4 separate regions of the Sus scrofa genome follow, and all the other regions are linked to region 1. The links are chromatin contacts, called in public Hi-C, HiChIP or PLAC-seq and promoter capture Hi-C maps. All regions are on one chromosome and are shown on one strand. Each heading gives the region's core, a stretch centred on a gene start, on an enhancer-like site or on the middle of the called end of the contact. The rest is flanking DNA. Distances are from core to core; before and after follow the strand shown.

The links. Promoter capture Hi-C pulls out the DNA fragments that hold promoters and counts their contacts. Hi-C and Micro-C count contacts between places; a contact is called where the count stands out from the background. HiChIP or PLAC-seq counts read pairs in DNA pulled down with a chosen protein or histone mark.
Region 2: a promoter capture Hi-C map of fetal skeletal muscle shows a contact between it and region 1, with 5 times the contacts expected there. The contact joins the enhancer-like site here to the promoter of ATP6V0E1 in region 1. A contact is called at or near these places in 3 of 5 promoter capture datasets (fetal liver, fetal skeletal muscle and liver), 24 of 47 Hi-C or Micro-C datasets (adipose tissue, alveolar macrophages, blood and 11 more) and 2 of 2 datasets of contacts at active chromatin or transcription factors (alveolar macrophages and skeletal muscle).
Region 3: a contact with region 1 is called in a Hi-C map of retroperitoneal adipose tissue, with 5 times the contacts expected there. The contact joins the enhancer-like site here to the promoter of ATP6V0E1 in region 1. A contact is called at or near these places in 2 of 5 promoter capture datasets (liver and skeletal muscle), 26 of 47 Hi-C or Micro-C datasets (adipose tissue, alveolar macrophages, blood and 13 more) and 2 of 2 datasets of contacts at active chromatin or transcription factors (alveolar macrophages and skeletal muscle).
Region 4: a contact with region 1 is called in an H3K27ac HiChIP or PLAC-seq map of alveolar macrophages. The contact joins the enhancer-like site here to the promoter of ATP6V0E1 in region 1. A contact is called at or near these places in 1 of 5 promoter capture datasets (fetal liver), 16 of 47 Hi-C or Micro-C datasets (alveolar macrophages, blood, embryonic fibroblasts and 8 more) and 2 of 2 datasets of contacts at active chromatin or transcription factors (alveolar macrophages and skeletal muscle).

Annotation. Positions count from the first base shown.
Region 1 is chr16:51,259,222-51,262,088 of Sscrofa11.1, forward strand. ATP6V0E1 (ATPase H+ transporting V0 subunit e1) reads right to left here and starts at 1,450. Exons shown (of 3, transcript NM_001044579.1): 1 at 1,281-1,450. The coding sequence starts at 1,384.
Region 2 is chr16:51,031,794-51,034,660 of Sscrofa11.1, forward strand. No RefSeq gene overlaps it. Among named protein-coding and RNA genes, the nearest start is that of STC2, 44 kb to the left of the region's middle. Within about 2 kb of position 1,483, at least 17 of the 83 cell types and tissues checked have an H3K27ac peak or open chromatin away from gene starts, as enhancers often do. A contact at or near this core is called in brain, fetal skeletal muscle and skeletal muscle, where this site is marked.
Region 3 is chr16:51,048,276-51,051,142 of Sscrofa11.1, forward strand. It overlaps LOC110257268 (a long non-coding RNA gene), which reads right to left. Exons shown (of 4, transcript XR_002339663.1): 4 at 1-1,379. Among named protein-coding and RNA genes, the nearest start is that of NKX2-5, 36 kb to the right of the region's middle. Within about 2 kb of position 1,501, at least 4 of the 83 cell types and tissues checked have an H3K27ac peak or open chromatin away from gene starts, as enhancers often do.
Region 4 is chr16:51,120,653-51,123,519 of Sscrofa11.1, forward strand. No RefSeq gene overlaps it. Among named protein-coding and RNA genes, the nearest start is that of BNIP1, 18 kb to the right of the region's middle. Within about 2 kb of position 1,464, at least 6 of the 83 cell types and tissues checked have an H3K27ac peak or open chromatin away from gene starts, as enhancers often do. A contact at or near this core is called in alveolar macrophages and omental adipose tissue, where this site is marked.

The sequences.
Region 1 (2,867 bases), core at 200-2,699:
AGGAGAATCAGGTCACAAAATATATTTGCTTTTCTTTAATAAAGGAAATAGAATTATCCACTCAACAAATATTTTTGAATGGGAGTACCCACCATGGCTCAGCAGAAACAATCTGACTAGCATCCATGAGGACGCAGGTTTGATCTCTGGCCTCACTCAGTGGGTTAAAGATCTGGCGTTGCACTAAGCTGTGGTGTAGGTTGCAGATGCGGCTTGAATCTGTTATTACTGTCCTGTAGCGTAGGCCAGCAACTACAGCTCCAATTAGACCCCTAGCCTGGGAACCTCCATATGCTGTGGGTGCGGCCCTAAAATAAAAAAACTAAAAAATAAGAATTTATTGAATGTCCACTATACATGCAAAACACTATGAAGCCACCAATTAGTTTCAAAGAATAAAACAAGAGATGGTGCTCCCCCAAACTGTGAATTCAATCTAAGTTTCACCCCACATGATCTTACAGTGAGAAGAAAATGACTAAAAGGCAAAAGAGGAACCAGAAAGAGGGTGTTTCAGAGTTCCTTTGAGAACACTCTGCTTCACACCACAATTTTTAAAAAGTTTACTTACCAAACAGATAAATCTCTATCTAACAAAGAAGTCTGGGAAAAAAGTCTCCTTAAAAGCCTTTCTTAAGGATCTCTTAAGCTTCTAAGAGCTTGTTACACTCACATACCAGCGCCCTCCAAAAGGTATGACGCAGGGGTTTCTAAACAATACCTCCAGCTCTTCGGTAATTAATCTCGCTTTAGATCAGGCCCCAGCTACCTCCTGGCGCCCACTAGATGCAAGGCCTGGGCTCAATGTCATTGCACAAGCTTGTCCTGTGCAACTGCGAGAGGCTGCGAGGCAGAGAGGGCCATTTCTGTTTTATTTATTTGATCCGTTCCTTCAAAGATTAGGCAAACGAGGCCTCATTTGGGTGGACGGCAGGGCTAAAGAGGCAATAGTCGTCTAGGGACGAACCGCAACTTCTCTTTTGAATCGATATAAACCCATTTCCGACTGTACCGTCCTACAGAGGGACGTGGTGAGAAAAAATTCCCCTAAAACTCCTTCTCGAGGGTCTGGCGGAGGTCAAACTCCTCACGCTCGGGCCGGGAGACATGGAGGCTGCTGAGATAAGGAAACTGCGGGGCTGCACGCGGCTCGGGGCCTGACTCTGGACTGCAGGACTACCCGGGGAAGGTCTCTGACCAGTGCAGGGTCGCCCTCTCCCCCGCCCGGCCCGGCCGGTCCTCACCGCGCGTCCCACCCCAGGCAGGCCTGGCGCACTTACCCCCGGTTGGGACCCTTAGGGATGAACCAGGGAACCAGGAAGCCGACGAAGCCCCAGAACACGCTCATCACGATGAGAGGCACCGTGAGGCCGGTATACGCCATGGTTGCCGTCGGAGCTGCCAGCCCCTGCCCCGCCGCCTCACTTAGGTGCCACCCGGAAGTGTCAACACAGACCGCGTGATCGGCGGGCGCAAAGACCCGCCTCCTGCGCCTCACGTGACCGCGCGCCGGGCCCGCCCCTCTGGGGCCGGGCTATAGAGCCCCGCCCTCTCCCGGAGGGTCTCGGAGCTTACTGCCTGTTGACAGAAGGCGCTCGCTCTGTAGCCCCAGAGGTAAGTGTCAAGTCACCAAGGGCTTAGCAGTTTCCGGGCAAGAACGTGGCCCTTTTAAGAAATACATGTAGTTATTTACAGCTTTAGCTTCTTATGCAACAAACGTGTAGAAAACTTCATAGTAATTTTCTGTTCAGAATTCCTGTGTGCCAGGCACTGGTATATGAGTTAAGTGCTTGAGTTCTTTTCGAACACCTCACTACAGCCTATGAAGTAGTTTTAATTACTGTACCCACTTTGCACCTAAAGAAACTGAGGTCCAGGGAGCAGGTTACAATTTTTGCCCAGAGTCTGGTACCTAGTAAGTGGCAGAGCCAAGATTCAACCTTTGATGATGTGATTTTCAAGGCCAGCGCTCTTAGCTACTGACCTACTGTTAGACTTGTGCACTGAGCCAGGTTTTGGGGTTACAGAAATCAGACACCACCACCCGCTCTAGGAATTCATGAACTGGTGAGGAGAAGGACTTGTGAGCAGGTCACTCAGTGCAGTGTCAAGATAGAGGGAACCAAAGAGCATGACTGTCCACCGCAGCCAGTTCTGAGCAGAGCCTTGAAAAGGGAGTAGGAATTAAAGCCAGAATATTGAGGAGAAGGTAACGTGGACTTTCTAATGCACGCCAAGCTTCACATACGTTCACTGTAGTATGTATGTGACAACCTTGGAACAGTGAAAGAACCCCTTTCTGGAAGAGCTCTCAGACAGAAGCAAGATGGAAAGCAAATCCATAAACCAATCCAACGTACTTTACCCTGGACCATGGTTTTTCTGCAGTAGTCACCTTTCTTCACCTCGAATTACCTCCTGATTTCTTTCTTCATTCAACTAGAATGGACCCTGTATTAAATGAGAAGTTGGACCAATGATCTTTAACATCTGTACCAACTCTTCAAATATGATGCCCAGCCTTCACCTGAAGGACAAGGTAGGAAACTAGTTGGTCTCCTTTGTGCTCATATTGCTCCCCCAGCAGCTCAGTTGCGGCAAAAATTCTATTGTCCTTAAGTTCCAGTCCAAGTACCACGCTCTCCAAGACCTATTTCATTGCATTAATGCATGTCTTGTGGCCTTGTACTTCTGTGTGTGCATAATCAAGCCAACCCTCTACTAGAGGATAGAGTGCTTGAGAATGAGCGTGTTAAACTGATCTTTGCCCCCTAGGAGCACTTTATACATGGAAGGTGCTTAATAAACACTTGTACAACTTATCTGAATAGTTAAGAAAGGGTGAGATCACCCTGATCTCTATCAGA
Region 2 (2,867 bases), core at 233-2,732, 230 kb before region 1:
CAAGAAGGCCAGACTGCCTCATCATGCTGTAAGTTAGCCCCGTGATACCAGGTCTTCTGGTCTTTCAAGGTTTTCCATGCAATCTCCTGACTTTGCAATGCTGAAAACTGAGTTTGTGGCCCTGGTGGCTGGACACCCCTGGAACTGTGACCCGTTGTGAGATCTTCGGAGCTGTATGCTTTGGCGGGTGGCTTGGATGGTATGTGGATTACAGCTCAAGACGGCTATTACCAGTGAATTCAAAAGCTTACTAAAATGATTCTGCACTTTAAAAAAGAATGAAGTCCCAGAGCATGCAGCAACGTGATGGACTTTGAAAACCTCATGCAACGTGAAGGCAGCCGGTCACAAAGGGTCACCTGTCATAGGATTCTGTTGATATAACACGTCCAGAATAGGTGAAGAGCCTTGGTGGTGGTGGTAGCCAGGGTCTGGGGGGAGGGAGAGAGGAGTTTCCTTCTGGGGTGATCAGAATGTTTTAAAACTCGATGGAGGTGACAATTGTCCAACGTCGTGGAAGTACTCAATGCCACTGAACTGTACACTCTAAAATGGTGATTTTTGGCGTTCCTGTCGTGGCGCAGTGGTTAACGAATCCGACTAGGAACCATGAGGTTGCGGGTTCGGTCCCTGCCCTTGCTCAGTGGGTTAACGATCCGGCGTTGCCGTGAACTGTGGTGTGGGTTGCAGACGCGGCTTGGATCCCGCGTTGCTGTGGCTCTGGTGTAGGCCAGCGGCTACAGCTCCGATTCGACCCCTAGGCTGGGAACCTCCATATGCCGCAGGAGCGGCCCTAGAAAAGGCAAAAAGCCAAAAATAAATAAATAAATAAAATGGTGACTTTTCTGTCGTAGGAATTTTGCTTCAATTTTTTAAAAAGTTTCTTAAAACATTCTGCTCGCCAAAGAAAACATATCCGTGGACCGAAGTGGGCCCAGCGGTTTGTATTCTCACGAAGGTCCCTTCTGCCTCTCAGATCCCACGTTGCCGGGGACAAGATGTCACCTCCCGTCAAGGGAGCTATGGCAGCCTGACCACAGTTACGGCCAAGAGGAAAGAGGCATTCTGTCTCCTGGAAGCAGAGCCTCCCCAAGATAATTTGAGGCCATAAAATAAAAGTCTGCTGGCGCTGGACCCAGGCCAGGGGGTTCGTTTGTTTTTTTGTTGTTGTTGTCGTTTTTTTCTAACTGCCCTTTGCCACAATGAAGGGCAACGAATTGCATCTGGGTGACAGCAAATGGACCCTGTTGACACGGCCCAACTTTAATTTTTGTGAAGTTAATAATTAGGCTGTCATCCCTCTGCTCCAGAGCAATTAGTGGCCTGCCGAGGGGATGAATGGGCCCTATTATCAGGGGAATTATAAATAGAAGGCGGCCCGGGGTGGCTGGGAGCTCTGCACAGCGTCAGCCCTGCCCTCTCGCACGCACCACGGTCCCCACCAGCCCGACTGTGATCACTTGCCTCCAGCTGACAGCTTGAATCCCAGCTGCCATCCGAAAGGGCTCTAAATTCTGCCTCTGTCATCTGAGCCTGACTTTTTATGCTGTCCAGAGCCGGGCCCAGCAGCCCAGCTGAGCCGAGGAGAGCCCGCGGGAGATAAAGGCCTTTGTTTCCGCGGCCTCCCGACTCCAGGGTCTGGAAGTGTCTGGTGCTGAGCAGGAGGACCTGGGCTCAGCCTGACAGGCCAGGGTGTTGGGGACACTGAGTGACAGCCTGCTCAGTGATTCCCCAGGTCAGCTCAGGTTCCCGGCCAGGAGTGGTGGCCCCCAGAGGTCCAGCCAGGGCGGGAGGCGGCCCAGGTTCAGGGTGGGGTCCTTCCTTTGCTCGTCTGGCTTCTTCCAGCATCTTGGACAAGTTCTGAACCTTCTCTGCACACGCACGAAATCGGATTGAAACAGAGTGTGGGGGTTCAAGAAGAAAAAGCCTTTTTCACTGTGAGCGGGAAAAAAATGCAAATATTTACACCCAGAAATAATTATAATAATAGCTAACATTTTACAACGTTTCAACGCACCAGGCTCTATTTTTTTACAAAAGTATTGTTTTAGCTGACGCATAGTTGATTTGCATGTTGTGTTAGTTGTGTTAGGTTTTGCGGTAGAGTAAGGTAAGCAAAGAATATACATAAAAGAATATATATATCTGAATATGTATATAAAAGAATACATATATTCTTTTGTATATTCTTTTCCATTATGGTTTATTATAGGATATTGACCATAGGAGCCCAGGCCACTTTTTTTTCTTCCTTTTTTGGCTGCACCTGTGGCACATGGAAGTTCCAGGGCCAGGGGTCTCAAATTCAAGCCGTGTCTGCCACCTACAACACAGCGGAGGCAACGCCAAATCCTTAACCCGCTGTGCTAGGCCAGGGGTCGAATCGGCAGTGTGGCAGAAACAAGACAGATCATTAACCCCCTGCGCCATAGCAGGAAATCCCACCAACCACTTTTATATGTGACTCCTTTATGCTTCCCCCAATAGCCCTTTGGGACAGGTACTATTATTGCTCCCGTTTCACAGGTTTGTAAACTAAGGCAGCAGTTTTGCTAACTTGTCCAAGTCATACAATCAGGAGGTAAAATTCGAAACTGCTCTAGCTTGTCTATGCTCTTAACTCTTATCTCTCCGGCTTGTACATTAGTCAGTGAATGAAGCTGACCCGTCAGGATGGAGCGGTGGGGATTGCGGGGCCCTGGCAGCAAAACATCCAGGCTAGAGGAGGCAGCGGGCCAGCCGATGGGTTGCCTTACAGGGACGAGGACTTGATTTTTTCCAAGAGAAGCAGAAATCTAAATTTAACATGAAATTTGATTTTCAAATGTTGGCCACTAACGCAGAGCTTTTCAAAAACACCAATGCCG
Region 3 (2,867 bases), core at 251-2,750, 210 kb before region 1:
GGGCAAGCAACCTGCCCCGGCGTTGGAAGACGCCCCCTCGGCACGCACCTGGCTGGGCTGTGAGCACGTCTCACTTGCTAAATGACCGACTGCACTTTTAAGTCGCTTGCAAAGTCACCTAGTCCAATCCTAGTGATAGAGAACATACTTTTGAAAAAGCTCTCCCTTTCCTGAAAGAAGAGCTGCTCAGCCAGGATCTCCCCACCTCCTCCAAGGCGAAAGGGGCGGAAAGTGGGGCAGAAACAAAGAGGGACCCAGGCTAAACCGAGCAGGGCTTTTTAATCCTTCTGCACTTATGTTTTGGACTCGAGGGCACTTGGCGCTTTTCCAGGCAGCCTAAAACGAGGGCTCTTCAGCACACCCTACATGCAAGTAGGGAAGGGCTCATGGGTGGGAGTGGAACAGGGGTGGGGGGCAGGCAAGCGGCTTCCTAGACTCGGAGACTTCAGGGGATTAGGACAGTGACAGGACAGGCGTCTTCTGCAGGGAACGCTGCCAGCCCCCGGGCCCTCCTGCCCCCGCCTCTCCCGAGCCTGGGTCCAGCCTTTGCCAGTGACCCCTGAGCTCAGCCCCTCTGTGCGTCTCAGTTGATGTCTCTGGCCGTTTGGGGAAGGGGAGGGGGCAGAGGGCTTGGCAGGTCTGGCCCCACCAACTGCCACCTTGCCGGGTGTGAGCAGAACAGCAGGTGGGTCCAAAAGGAAGGCACAGTTTGCCTATGTTGGCATCTGGCAGCATCACGCTGCAGCTTCCATGATATAAATACAGGGAGCGAAAATAGCTAATCCCAGATAACAGCAGTGTAATCACCCAGCGCCCGGCCTGGAATCCCAGAGAATTTGGAGGGAGCAGCTGCGGGGGCTGCCCCCTTCGGCAGCCCACTGCCCCTGGGTGGCCCGGGCTGAGAGAAAGCCAGCACAAAGCAGGGGAGTGGGGAGCAACTGGAGGACAGAGCCCTGATGAAAACACCTCTAATCACCACTCTGCCTAGGAAGGATGGTTTTTCTGGAAACACCATGAGAATTCTGAGCTGCAGCAGTGTGAACCTGGTCTCCCAGTCTTAATTGAGACGTGATGATAAACGTGGAATCATCTAGGTTGTTTGTTTGTTCGCTTTTTTTATCTTCTGGGTATTATTATCATCACTGGTGTCCTTCTGGTCCTCCAGTCTGGGAGGTCAGGGCCTCTCCCATGTTCCTCCCACCTTCAGGTCCTGGGCACAGTCTGGTGTGTGTCCACCATCCCCAGACTCTTGCACTCAGATCGGACACACCGGCAGCACTGCGTGGTTACCACTGAGGTTCCCAACAATGTAGGCACAGCTCCTGCGGAGACAACCAGTCATCTGGGAGAAGCTGGTGGGCTTGCCGTCATTAGCCATCCTGTTCAAACAGCACATTTCATTAGGGCTGCTGGAGATGGTGCAAAGAGCTCAGGCCCCTCCCTGCCCTGTCCAGTGCGCTCCCTGATACTCTGCTTGACGGACACGCCATCCCCAGCTAGTCACATCTGTCCTCACACACTCTGTGATTCGTCCTATTGTCCCTGCTTCTGAAGGGCCCTGGACACTCATCCCTTCTGCCTGTCAGGAGGTGGTCCCTCGCTCAGACGCCACTGCAGACAGAGCCCGGCGGCCCTGGAGTTGACTCGGGCTGGACCGCTGTGGATGGACGCTGATCAGGTGAGGCCACAGTGGGGCTCAGAAGCAATGGTGGGGGCTGGACCTCAGAAATACGTCCTGGGGGAGCACCCAAGAAATTCGATCCTACTAGTGTTCCCACTGTGGCTCAGCGGGTTATGAACCTGACTAGTATCCGTGAGGACGTGGATTCGATTCAATCCCTGGCCTCGCTCAGTGGGTTAAGGATCCGGCGTTGTGGTGACCTGCAGTGTGGGTCACAGACTCCGATTAGATCTGGCGTTGCTGTGGCTGTGAGGTAGGCTGGCACCTGCAGCTCCGATTCAGCCCCTAGCCCGGGAATTTCCATATGCCTCAAGTGTGGCCCTAACAAGCAAAAAGAAAAAATGGGAAAAAAAAAGGACATTTGATCCCCGGTGGGAGCATCATTACCACTCTGTCTATCCAGGAAGAGGGAAGAGGAAGAGTCCAGAGCAAACCAGCAGGAATGGGGAATGGAAGCATTTGTCATCTCGGCACAATCCAGGGGAGGCAGTGAACAAGACCCCTGCTGACTGGAGAACCCAACGAATTAGGAACAATATTATTTTATTTTATTTTATTTTTAATTTTTAATTTTTTGCTTTTTAGGGCTGCACTCGCGGCATATGGAGGTTCCCAGGCTAGGGGTCGAATTGGAGCTACAGCTGCCGGCCTACCCCACGGCCATAGCAACGCAGGATCTGAGCCACGTCTGCGACCTACACCACAGCTCGTGGCAACGCCCGATCCTTAACCCACTGAGTAAGGCCAGGGATCGAACCCACAACCTCATGGTTCCTAGTCGGATTCATTTCTGCTGCACCCTGAGGGGAACTCCTGAGCAATGCTATTTTAGTTTGGAGTCTCATGTCACTTTGTCACACAGGCCTCCGTACAGTCACTGCAGAAGGGAGTCACTGTGCTCCCTCTCCCTCAGACGACCACGAAGACCAGCCACAAACAGCCCAGTGAAGAGCAAACCCTGAGCTGTACAAGTCTCTGACCCCCCGGCTGCAAGGTGTGTCCACCTCAGAGCCTACCCCTCCCCTGGGCCTCCGGGAGATGGAGACCCCTCCAAAGAAGGGTCTGTGAACCTGCAAGACCCCCTGGGCCACCACAGGAAGCTCAGCCACCAAGATTAAATTTGAAGAGTATTTGATGACATGGGAAAATGCTTACAATTTTATACTAAGTGGAAAAAATATATGTT
Region 4 (2,867 bases), core at 214-2,713, 140 kb before region 1:
CAGGGACCCACAGAGGGATTTTCAGGAACTCAGGGAAAAGGCTCTCTCTTCTGGGATTCCAAGCTAAGTGGATGTAAGTCTGAGGCTGTCCCATGGAGGGTGGGAGAGACTGGCCACCTGGGGAAAGTCTTGAGAATAAAACCAACATGGAGGAAATATGGAGGAGAGATGAAAGGAGACCAGTTCTTAATATTGCTGTTAGAGCACCTGGATCCAGCTGTACCTAAAAGCCACTTTCTGTTATATGAGCCAATGAATTCCCTCCTTTGCTTAGGTGACTGCCTGGTTCTGAACTCCCTGTGCTGAGCCCAGGTCAGCAGGTATCCTCACACAGGGATCTTAATCCCTGCACCCCTCAATGCCTCATCTCCACCCTCCCTTTTAAATGATTATGGCTGCTCAGTGGAGTCTGCATGAAGAGGGAGCAACTAGTCCCTCTGTCCCTACAGCTTAGTTGGCTTCCCTTATTCCTGTTGTTCAGAGAATTCGGAGGCTCTGGAAGCCAACTGCCTGATTTTAATCCTTGATCCACCAGTTCCCAGCTATGTGACCTGGGGTATGTTTCTGGTCCTTTCTGGCCCTCAATTGCCTCAACTGTGGTGACACCACCTACCTGGTAGAATCCTTGGATTAAGCGACATAATAAGTGATCACTCAGTGAATTTATTATCATCACCTGCTGAACATAAACACATCCCCAAATACTGCTTTTGGATCTCATTACAATCATTTAGCATTAGCTTTATTTTGACCGCCACTGGTTGTTTCTAAGCAGTCTAAAGGAGTGGTCACTTGGGGCTCCCAGGGTTTCTGGGACCCAGTCTAGGACACTTACCACCCTCTAGTCTAACTCTCTGGCTCCAGGTCTGTCTCCATCAGGCTGCACAAGGCAGGTGGAATCTTCCTCTTTTGTCTCAGCACCCAGCACAGAGTATAGCCAGTGCTTGCACTCCAAAAGATTCTGGAATAGACTGAGGTCATTCAGGAAGGCAGCTGGGACCAGGCAGAGTCTAACCACTACCCCTCCCTTGGTTGTCTCATCAACTGGTTTGCAAGCCTGTTCCGGAGGCAGAGAACACCACGGAAGAGGAACCAACCAGGAACACCCTTCTTAGAAACCATGACATTTCTGTCAGGAGCACACTTGTTTTTCATACCAGTCAAGCTGTCAGATTAAAAATGACGGGTCATTTCCTCATTTTTCAGCCCATGTTCATTAGCGACGTTCTGGATTCATTTCATCCAGGAGCACATTGCCAGGAAACAAAACCACTGGGGGAGGAGGAGGAGAGCGAGGATTTAAGGATAAGAAAAAAGAGAATATTTTACACTGAGCTAATTCTACCCATTGACTTTGGGGGGCGGATGGACTGGGAAAGATGGCCAGTGTGCCCTGGCCTGCTCTGTCCCACTGTCGACACTTTGCCATGTGAGAAGCTCTCCTCCAAACCGGGTCCTGACTCAACAACCTCGGCACCCCCTTCTTGGCCTGAGCCATTTCCTCAAATAAAGCCCCAGCGAGAAAGGGGAACGGATGCAGTGTTCATCAGGGTCACAGCATGAGCTCCTGGCCTGAGCTTTGTCCTTAAATCTTCCCAGTGCTCCTAAGAGGTCGGGGCTGTTGGCTGTTCTGTGCTCCAGATGAGCAAATCACGGAGGCGCGATCCTTGCCCAGGACATACAGGCAAGGAAGAGTGCTGTTGACCCAAAGGCCCCACTTGTGACCACCATGCACTGTGGTCCATTGAAAACACTGACCAACACCACAGGCCCTTTTGGGGATTGGGGGGGTAGGGTGGTTAACACCCACCTCCCCTCAGCCCAGCCTGCAGCCCTTCATTCCTGACAGCGTGGCTGAGACTCCGGTCTGGTATCTCTTAGATTAGCCCCCAGCTATTTTTATTCTGCCCTTGCTTAGTGGAAGAAACACAATTTGGGCAAACTCACAGGCAGGGCCCCCAGGAGACCACCATTCGCCAAGGAAGAAAACAGAGCTTATTTTACATTTTACTATCTTATTTTTTTGAATCTTTTTTTTCCTTAGAAGCATCTCCAAATTGAGTCACGGTCCCAGATTGCCTCCAGCAAGGCCTTGCTGGCACATAAACGCACCTACACCCACGTGTCCAAAACCCAATTCCTGATCTCCTTCCTCCTTCAGTCACTTAGGCCAACATGTCATAGTTCTTTGCTCTCCATCCTTCAAGAATGATAGCCCTTCCTTCAGGAAACCTTGTCTGGTTGGTTTTCTCTTCAAAATACATTCAGAATATGACTCTCTCTCACCACTATGTAAGTCCTGCCATCAGCCAGGTACAAGCCACCATCACCGCCACCCGGACGGCTGCCAACTGACCTCCTAACTGGTCTCCCTGTTCTGCCTGTGTCCCCTTCACATTGTTATCAACGCATAAATCATATCAAGTCGCTCCTCTGCTCAAAAGTCCCAATGGCTCCCCATGTCCCTCAGAGTACAAGGCCAGTCCTTCCAGGGACCTGCAAGGCCATTCGTGATTTTGTCCTTCACCGTCTCTCTGACCACCTGTGGTCCTTCTCTCTCGATCTTCCCACCCTGCCCCAGCCACACTGGCTCCCTTGCTAGTCCCCAGACATGCCAGTCACACACCAATTCTGGGGTTTATCCCCCATGTAAAGTAATTCTCCAACACCAGCTGGGTATCCAACAATTCAGCTCAATTCTGACACTACCCACTTGAAGGGAGCAGCAGATGCCACAGATGGGGGGCTCAGTCCTCCAAGATGGCCTTGCCCACCCCCCACTTCAGGCTAATTGCAAGTCCAGGCTGTTACCTGTGCTTCTGACCAACAGGCTATAGATGGGAGGTGCCCATGAACCCCTCTTCCTG